Linked DNA regions of Sus scrofa: region 2 is linked to region 1. The links are chromatin contacts, called in public Hi-C maps. All regions are on one chromosome and are shown on one strand. Each heading gives the region's core, a stretch centred on a gene start, on an enhancer-like site or on the middle of the called end of the contact. The rest is flanking DNA. Distances are from core to core; before and after follow the strand shown. Region 1 overlaps ROCK2 (rho-associated protein kinase 2). Region 2 has its middle 38 kb from the start of E2F6.

What was found. A called contact is a pair of places that touch in the nucleus more often than the background predicts.
Region 2: a contact with region 1 is called in a Hi-C map of skeletal muscle, with 5 times the contacts expected there. The contact joins two enhancer-like sites. A contact is called at or near these places in 1 of 5 promoter capture datasets (liver), 27 of 47 Hi-C or Micro-C datasets (adipocytes, adipose tissue, alveolar macrophages and 16 more) and 2 of 2 datasets of contacts at active chromatin or transcription factors (alveolar macrophages and skeletal muscle).

Annotation. Positions count from the first base shown.
Region 1 is chr3:125,434,202-125,438,947 of Sscrofa11.1, reverse strand. ROCK2 (rho-associated protein kinase 2) reads right to left here. Exons shown (of 34, transcript XM_021087835.1): 5 at 793-1,053. Among named protein-coding and RNA genes, the nearest start is that of PQLC3, 71 kb to the left of the region's middle. Within about 2 kb of position 1,712, at least 14 of the 83 cell types and tissues checked have an H3K27ac peak or open chromatin away from gene starts, as enhancers often do. A contact at or near this core is called in skeletal muscle, where this site is marked.
Region 2 is chr3:125,283,795-125,288,303 of Sscrofa11.1, reverse strand. No RefSeq gene overlaps it. Among named protein-coding and RNA genes, the nearest start is that of E2F6, 38 kb to the right of the region's middle. Within about 2 kb of position 2,558, at least 12 of the 83 cell types and tissues checked have an H3K27ac peak or open chromatin away from gene starts, as enhancers often do. A contact at or near this core is called in skeletal muscle, where this site is marked.

The DNA of each region.
Region 1 (4,746 bases), core at 463-2,962:
GGTGGTAGGACCAGCAATGAAAGTGAAAATCACACAGGTGGCATAAATAACTTAAGAAGAAAAGAGAAAAAGAAATCAGCTTAATCAAAAATAGAACCTTGACAACGTAATTAACAAAAATACATAGGAAATAAAACATGATCTCTCCCTAACAGGAATTACTGCCAGGAATCATTGCACACTTACAGAGAAAAAGATAAGAGATATAAATTTTGCAACAAAAATCAACATCAGAGTTAGCTACGAGGTTTATGTTACTGAATCTATTAATCATAATATGAATTTCTCAATAGGTAAAGCATAGCAACAGATGATGCCTCCAAATGTATTCTATGTGGGTGAATAAACAGATGGGGTTGGTAGGAGTTGGTAAATTTCTACCTTACCTCTTTTTTTACAGGAAAAATACAGAAACAATAATGGTGATAGAAATGTCCATGTACCTTCATTTACATGCTATGTCCTACTTCTCCACCTCGACCACTATAAACATGAATCAGTTTTGACTGGCAGCAAAGGTCTGTCGGGATTCTATGAGAACAATAAGTATCTGATAACCAGTTATCTGATTTCTAATTTCTCTTGATTGACCACGTCTACAAATAAAGAATTCTATAGCTAGATGAATGATGAGTAAAGGACATGTTCTGATTTGACTATCCTGTGTGAGTCATCACACAGTTAGCAAAACTAAATTTATCTTTGTTTGAAACTGTAAGTTCAGATTTGAAGTGTTCTTTTATTTTTATCTCTCCAAAAACTAGCACTTTTTTTAACTTGCTTGTTACTTACTTCATCCATCTTCATACATGTGCCAAAATCTGCTAATTTTAGATGTCCATGTTTATCCAAAAGCATGTTGTCAGGCTTCACATCTCTGTGAATTAAACCCATGGAGTGTATGGCATCCAAAGCAAGAACAACTTCGGCAGTATAAAACTTGGCCCATTTTTCAGGTACATCGTAGTTACTCATGAGGTTCACAAGGTCTCCACCAGGCATGTACTCCATTACCATGTATAGATACTTATCATCTTGAAAGGCACAAAAAAGCTGGAAAACAAAACAAGGGAAAAAAGTTTTTTGGAAGGAGGGAAGACAGGAGGAAGGGAGGGAGGAAGAGGGGAGGGAGGATAGTTAAAACCATTAACAGAACAAAACCCCAAAACTATTATTATCACTGCAAAAGACAAATTATTGTACAATCAAAACAAAGTCGAATGTCACGAAATTTTTGATTTTTAGATTTGGACATCTTTTACGGAAAAACAGTTGTCTGATAAAACTCTTGTATGGGTAGTTTCTTCATGTTTACTATCAAAATATGCATAAATGATCATTTTCCCTCTTGGAGAATACAGGAATCTAAATAGAGATATTTTAAAAAGAGAACCAGAATACAAATGAGGAACATAAAAGGTGAAAGAATGACAAAAGAATCCATAATAAGAAAAGTCCAACTTTCTGAAAACAAATTACTGGACATAACTCATGAAGAGCGCTGAGGAGGTAGGAGCACAGAGGAGAAAGCTGAGGAGGTTAAGGGTTAAGATGCCAGATCTGAGAGACCCCAGAAGAGGGAGTAAGACCCACTCCAGCGGGAAGAGTAACTTTCAGCCACATTCGGAACAGGCCCTCTCCTCTCTTCCCTTCCCCATCACCTTGTTCATAACAAACAGCAAGTGGTAGTGTTACCTGTACTCAGACTAAAGCCGTGGCATTGGGGCCAGAGAAATAGGATACCAAGCTAGGCTGCTACTAACCCCCTGGAGAGATGACAGAAACCACAAATTCAGAAGGAAAGATAACTCTACCTCCCACCCAACAACATGTCCCACCCCTCCTAAAAGCAAACAATGCAAATAGAAAATATTTCCACAAATGAATAGGAAAAAGAACAAAACCAGGAATCAACATTTAAGAAAAATCAGTATCATGAAACAGAGGCAAAACTTAAGTAGGACAAACTAAGAACAGCTTACAAATATAAAAATTAAAATTCCCATAAAGTCATAAAAAAGTCACAAGTCATATCAATTAAACAACAGGCTGATACGGAAAAATCTAGAGCTTTGGAATTCAATATACAACTGATGATAAGAGAAAAACAAATTATACAGTTGGAAAATTGAGCAAAATTTAACTTTCTCTGACACACTGAAGGATTCAGAGGTGAAAAAGAGCAAAGTTAGCAAAGCTCCAAATCTATCTAAAAGCATTCTGGGAGAGAAAACACAGACCAGAAGAAAACGAAAGTAAGAAACAGCAAACAAAAAATTTCTAGAAATGAATAAAGTAAAAAAATCTAAGACTGAAAGGACCTCAAATGAAACATAGGGAAACTAAGACAGCCAATGCTTAACTCTCAGAAATCTGGCAGAAAAATCCTAAGTTGCCAAAGACAATAGGTACCCTACGTACAAAAACACATATCATGTAGTCAACAAACATCTCAGCTAACACAGAATACAAAAAAAAAAAAAAAAAAAAAAACCAGAGCTGTATCTTCAAAATTATGAGAGAAATGATTTTGATCCTAGAATATGGCAGTTTTAAAAAACCAATGAGACGGCAAAATAATTATGTATTACATCATGCATATTCTTAGAAATCTGATAACAAACCACTTCTGAAAGAACTGTTTAAGAACACAGTTTGACAGAATGAGTAAGTCCAAATAAGAGGATCATGTGAGACACAGAAAAAGGGGCAAATAAAGACTCTAGAAAAACTTATTAAGTATGATTACTGATACAAAAATTGAGAGACACAAGCCAAAATCAGAATAATTTTAAAATGCAAGGTGATGAGAGGTAGGGCAGGAAGGGATACCTAAAAAGGTATTAAGAGGCTGGTTACCAAATTGAGAAAGTGTGTGTGTTCGTGAGAGAGAGAGACGCTATTACTATAAAGACGGCAATTCTCTCCAAACTGATCAACAGGATCAATGCAAACTCTAAATTCTAGCAAGTATTTTCCAGAAATCAAAAAACTGATAATAAAATGTATATGGAAATAAAATTAACCTAGAAGACCCAAAACTATCTTGAAATACAACAAAGCAGAAGGACTTCTATTTCCCAATTTCGAAACTCAATACAAAACTGTCACCCGCACAGTACTGGTACAGTACAAGAACAGACATACAGAGCAATGGAACAGAACTGACAGCCTGTAATTAACCCTTATATTTATATGTCAATAGATTTTTTTTTTCTTTTACGAAGGTGCCAGAGCAATTTAGTGGGGAAAGAAATCTTTTCAACAAATGGTGTTTGAACAATTAGATATTCACAGAGAAAAAAAACATTTTTAGACGCTTACTTCACATCATACTCAAAACTTAAAATAGATCACAGAACTAAATTTATGAGTCAAAACTATTAAAATATTATGAAAAAACAAAGAAGAAAAATCTTTACGATCTTGGATTAGGCAAAGATTTATAATATCAAAAATACAACGGAAGTTCCCATTGCGACTCAGAGGGTTATTACGATCCCAACTAGTATCCATGAGGATACAGGTTCAACCGCTGATCTCACTCAGTGAGTTAAGGATCCAGCATTGCTGTGAGCTGTGGTGCGAGTCACAGAGGAGGTTCGGTTCCCCTGTTGCTGGGGCTGGGGCTGGGGCTGGGGCTGGGGCTGGCAGCTGCAGCTCCAATTTGACCCCTAGCCTGGGAACTTCCATATGCTGCAGGTGTGACCCTAAAAAGCAAAAAAAAAAAAAAAAAAAAAAAAGTACCAATATTCATCTACTGAATTCAAATCACACTAAGAATATTCTCTTAAAAATACAGATGGGTCAAAAATTTATACTGCACCATAATTTATATAAGAAAATGAAAAGAGCTACTTTCAAAAAGAATACAGTAACAAATTATGCAGGCCTTCATACAATTAAATATTAAACAGCCATTAAGAAACAAGGACTGAGGAATTCCCATCATGGCTCAGCGGAAACAAATCCAACTAGGAACCATGAGGTTGCGGGTTTGATCCCTGGTTAAGGATCCGGCATTGCCGTGAGCTGTGGTGTAGGTCACAGACGTGGCTCGGATCTGGCATTGCTGTAGCTCTGGTGTAGACTGGCAGCTATAGCTCCAATTAGACCCCTAGCCAGGGAACCTCCATATGCTATGGGTGTGGCCCTAAAAAGACAAAAAAAAAAAAAAAAAAAAGAAACAACGACTGAGATTTAGAATATTGTTTGAAATAATCTACTGAAATTGATTATAGGTATATCCTATGACCCACTTTTTTCACTGCAAGGTAGATCCCTAACAGGAATGTGTGCGCATATGTGCCAAAATCCACATGAAACAAAACTTGCAGCAACATTATTCATAATAGCCAAAAAGTAGAAACAACCCAAGTGTCCATTAACTGATAAAGAAATAAAACGTGGTATATCCATACAATAAATTATTCAGTCATAAAAAGGAATGAAGTACTGATATACTGTATAACATGAATGAGTATTGAAAATGTCATGCTAAGTAAAGATGCCACAAAAGACCACATATTTTATGGTCCCATTTTTATGAAATGTCCAGAATAAGGAAATCCACAGACACAGAAAGCAGATTAGTGGTTGCCACTGAGCAGGGAAGTTTAGAGAATAACTGCTAATCTCTTCAGGGTTTCTTTTTGTGAAAAATGTTCTATAATTGGGTAGTAGTGATGAATGCACAACTCTATGAATATACTGAAAATCGCTGAACAAAATAAACAGAAATAAGTC
Region 2 (4,509 bases), core at 1,309-3,808, 150 kb after region 1:
AGGAACATACTTATCAACCAAATGTCATTAACACGTGGCTGGGGTGTGGCTTATGGCCAGTTACTGCTGGTAGAGTTTGAATCGATTCTCTCCACCAGCCAACCAACCAACGCAGGAACCAGCCTGTCTAAAGCAACACCTGAGAAGCAGCAGACACTGAACTAAGAGCCAAGCAAACAACAGTGAATCAAAAATATCTCCATCCTCACGGAGCTCCTGGATCTTAAACGGTAGTATACAAAGCTAGCTGGGGGAGAAGTTTCCAGTACAGATTCCAGGAGTTCCCTGGTGGCCTAGTGGTTAAGGATTTGGCATTGTCGCTGCTGTGGCTCGGGTATAATCCCTGGCTTGGGAACTTCTGCAGGTGAGGCCAAAAAAAAAAAAAAATTTTTTTTTTCCTCTCTCCTTTCCTAATTCAGTTTGTCAGTTCTGTTTGGAGCCCAGGAATCTGCATTGTAACAAGCCTCTTGGACGGTCTGTGTATAACAGAGCAGGGCACTTTGAGACTCATAGGTCTAGCAGAACAAGTAGTTTGGTTCAGAGAATGAGCCAGAAAGTCATCCTTGTTGCCTGCTCTGTGAAAACCCATCTGGGCCCTTCAAAGATTGCCAGCTGGCACAATATTAAGCTTTGTCAGTTGAGGGTGCTAGAAAGACACTTCAGGAGGGAAAAAGGTTTTGCTTTCTCAATCTGGGGTGCTTGCAGGGCAGACTCCTGCAGCACGTGCAGCTTGCCCCAAGTCGGGCTTCTCCAGGGCACAGTGGTCCTCAGTGGCCAGCTGTTTCCCCTGGCAGCCCCCTGTGGGCAGTTTTGTCACAGAGAGCCTCTAGTGAGACACCTTCTATGACGTTTTCCCCTGTAACAAAGAGAGAGGGTGATTTCTCGCAAGTTTCAGAGGGCAGATTTCCAGCAAGTCCCACGGCACCGCAGTGACTTCCGTGCTAGCCAGTGGACAGCAGTGAGCCAGCCCGTCTCCCCACTGTGGTCGGGATCTCAGCCCTGGGGGTGGGTGGGATCTGGACCTTGGTCTCCGCCTCGGAGGGTCTTAGGGGTAATGACTGCTCTTTCTCCCTGCTCTGCCTCTATTCCGTCGAGTTTTGTTCTTTTTAGCCAATCCTTTGTTATTCCAATCTCTTGTTATAGTTACTAGTTGTTCGTATTAAACTCTGCTTGTTCAAATGACTCTGTGGTTCTTCTTACAATTGTCCCAACAAATATTCACTCCCTTTCCCTCCATCCCTGTGGGAGAAATATATTTTCCTGCCCCATCAATGTTGAGCTTGGTTGGCCATGTGACCAGCTTCGGCCAATAGATTTGGGCAGAAATGACAGTGCACCAGTCCTGAGCCTAGACTTTAAGGGGCATCACATGTTTCCACCTGCACCAGGCAGCCACCACCATCCCTCCAGCCTCGTCCCTAAACGACACTGTCCAATTCACGCACCTGAGAACTTGAGGATACTTTTTTTTTGTTTTTTTTTTTTTTGCTTTTTAGGACCAAACCCAAGGCACATGGAGGTTCCCAGGCTAGGGTTGAATCAGAACTGCCAGCCTACACCACAGCCACAGCCACGCCAGATCCGAGCCTTGTCTGTGACCTACACCATCTCACGGCAACACCAGATCCTTAAGCCACTGATGGAGGCCTGCAACTTCATGGTTGCTAGTCGGATTTGTTTCTGCTGTGCCACAACGAGAACTCTGAGGATAAAGTATTAGCATTTTAAGTCACTGAGTCTGGGGGTGGGTGGGTCGGGAAATTGTCACACATCATTATGGTGGCAATGCATGACCAGTATACTGTCTCAGGAGCAGCTGCTGCTAGTATAAGATTGGACATGTGGGCGAATGCATTCATTTGTGCCCTCACAATTCTGTCTAGTGTATTTGATTATTTCTTTTCATAGATAAAATAGCACTAAGTGAAAATAAGGCGCACTTCACATTTTATCTAAAATGGTTTGCAGTTCTAGACAGAGGTGTTTACCTTTCACCTTATCCGATTCAACTCATCTCCTTAAAATACTGATGTAAAGAATGCTGTCTAGGGCGTTCCTTTCATGGCTCAGCGGATGATGAACCCGACTAGGATCCGTGAGGATGTGGGTTCGATCCCTGGCCTCGCTCAGTGGGTTAAGGATCTGGTGTTGCCGTGAGCTGGGGTGGAGCTCGCAGACATGGCTTGGATCTGGTGTTGCTGTGGCTGCAGTTCCCATTCAACCCCTGGCCTGGGAACGTCCGTCGGCCACAGGTGCAGCCGAAGAAAGCAAAAAAAAAAAAAAAAAAAAGAGGGAATGCTGTCCAGGTTTTCACATTGCAAGTAATGGTTTTACATAGGATAGATTCCATCATCTTCATGGAAAAGGGAGAGTCGGAAAAATTAAATTCCCTTGCAGATCTGTCCCCTCTGGGTACTGGGAATAGCAATTTCTAGAAGAAAGGTCTTGATACCACTGCCAAATGGTAGCTTCATAAACATATGCCAAGTGAGCTGTTTTCCATGGGGACGCCTCCTGCAGCTGGCGTCACCCTGCACAGCGAGCAGCTAAAGATACCGCGGTCTCGGCGCTGACGTCAAACGGTTATGAGAATGCCACCCAGCTGATGGCTTTGCTCTGAGTCCCAAAGTGGAAACATGAGCTTTGCCCGCATAAGAAGTTCCAACGAACTTGGCAAACGAATCCTCAAATGCTCCTCGTCATCACTTGTTGGAAAAAGCTCAAGTGATTTTTCATTGTCTCGATTTCTGTGGAAGATCGCCTACTACCCAAAAAGAAAAAAAAAAGGGACAAAAATCAAGTGGGCTATTTCCTAAGGCAGGGCAGAAAGAACAGAGCAGAAAGAAGGACAAGAAGGTCCACTGCTGAAAAAAATAAAATAGATGGAGACTCCTGATCAAGGAGACACATTTTTTAGAAAAGTGGGCTGTGCTGTTTTATTTTTAAAATGACATGCCACGAATGACACACACTGTACAGCATGCATGCTGTGTACTAACCTCTCCCCTAGTTCCAGTTTATTTTTTCTGCCCTTAGTTGCCCTTTGCCCCAATTTCCTTAACTCTAAAAAAATATCCTGTGTGGCATATTTTGATAAGATGTTGGAATGTTAATACAGTGTGAAGCATTAATAAGTAAAAGTGTCATATTTCAAAGGATTAATACCTTTTTAAATTGCCTCTGATGGATGAGTTTAGGCGAATCTGAAAAGAGCACAAATCGAGTTCCCTAATTGAATATAAAAATAAATGTCCCAGATTTCCAAAATCAAGATCTAAACAGCTACTTCAGAATACATATATTTACATGTGTGTTTTATTTGTATATATCATACATGTACACATCTGTATGTTTCATTGTACATATATATGTATATCTATTTATATGAGACCTATAGCTCAAACTTCTAATGAAAGTTCCAGGGGTTTACAGCCCAGCTAAAATAGACTTAGCCATGAATTGCAACACCCAGCTCAAAAACCGGCACTACCGCTTTCGTCAGATTTGCTTCTTTTCACTTTTCACCTGATATCCGTGCCCTGTGTCTTTGTGCCCATGTGTACCAGTCAAGGGAAGAGAGAACTGATCAGTGGTAGAAGAAATGGGACCAGGTAGTAGTATGGTTTTCACAATTTTTTTTTTTGTCTTTTTAGGGCCTCACCCATGGCATATGGAGGTTCCCAGGCTAGGGGTCGAACTGGAGCTGTAGCCACCCGCCTACACCACAGCCACAGCCACATAGGATCTGAATCCCGTCTTCCACCTACCACAGCTCACGGCAACACCAGATCCTTAACCCACTGAGCAAGGCCAGGGATCGAACCCGCATCCTTGTGGATCCTAGTCAGGTTTGTTAAGCGCAGAGCCACGAAGGGAACTCCAGTTTTCACAATTTGATACTTAATATTTCCCCAACTTCTAAAGCGTCGTCCAAACATTAAGACATTTTCCCATGGCAATAGCATAAGCGCGAAGAATTCTAGAACCTTAAAACATAGAGCCAACCAAGGGGTCACCTCTGTCTCTCTGAAGCAAATGTGGAACCGTGAATCACCCATCCTGGCTCTCAGACTTGTTAGCCGTGCAGCCCTGGGCAGGACTGTCATTTAGCCTCTCAAGACCCAGCTCTCTCATTTCTAAAAGGAGGGTCAGGATACCTATCCGACAAGGTAATATGAAGATTAAGCTATTTATATCTCTTACTCCAAAGACTGGCACGTGCTCAACAAAAGCAGTCATTGTTATGAATAGAGAATAATCACAGCGGTCATAAAATGTAAAACGATTCATAAAAACACAACAGATCTAGGGGCAGCTGAAATTGCTACAATTCACTGCCCAAACAAGACACAACGTTTACCTGCCACCCAATTGTCCTTTGGCACCAAATGAAATCCTGCACGAAGAATGATTCTTTGAGAGGGTTGTAAATATATTCTCAGAGTGAAATACGACATGAGAGCCTGTCTGCAGACAAGTGAGTCGGCTTGTGATGCGATGACATTTCTA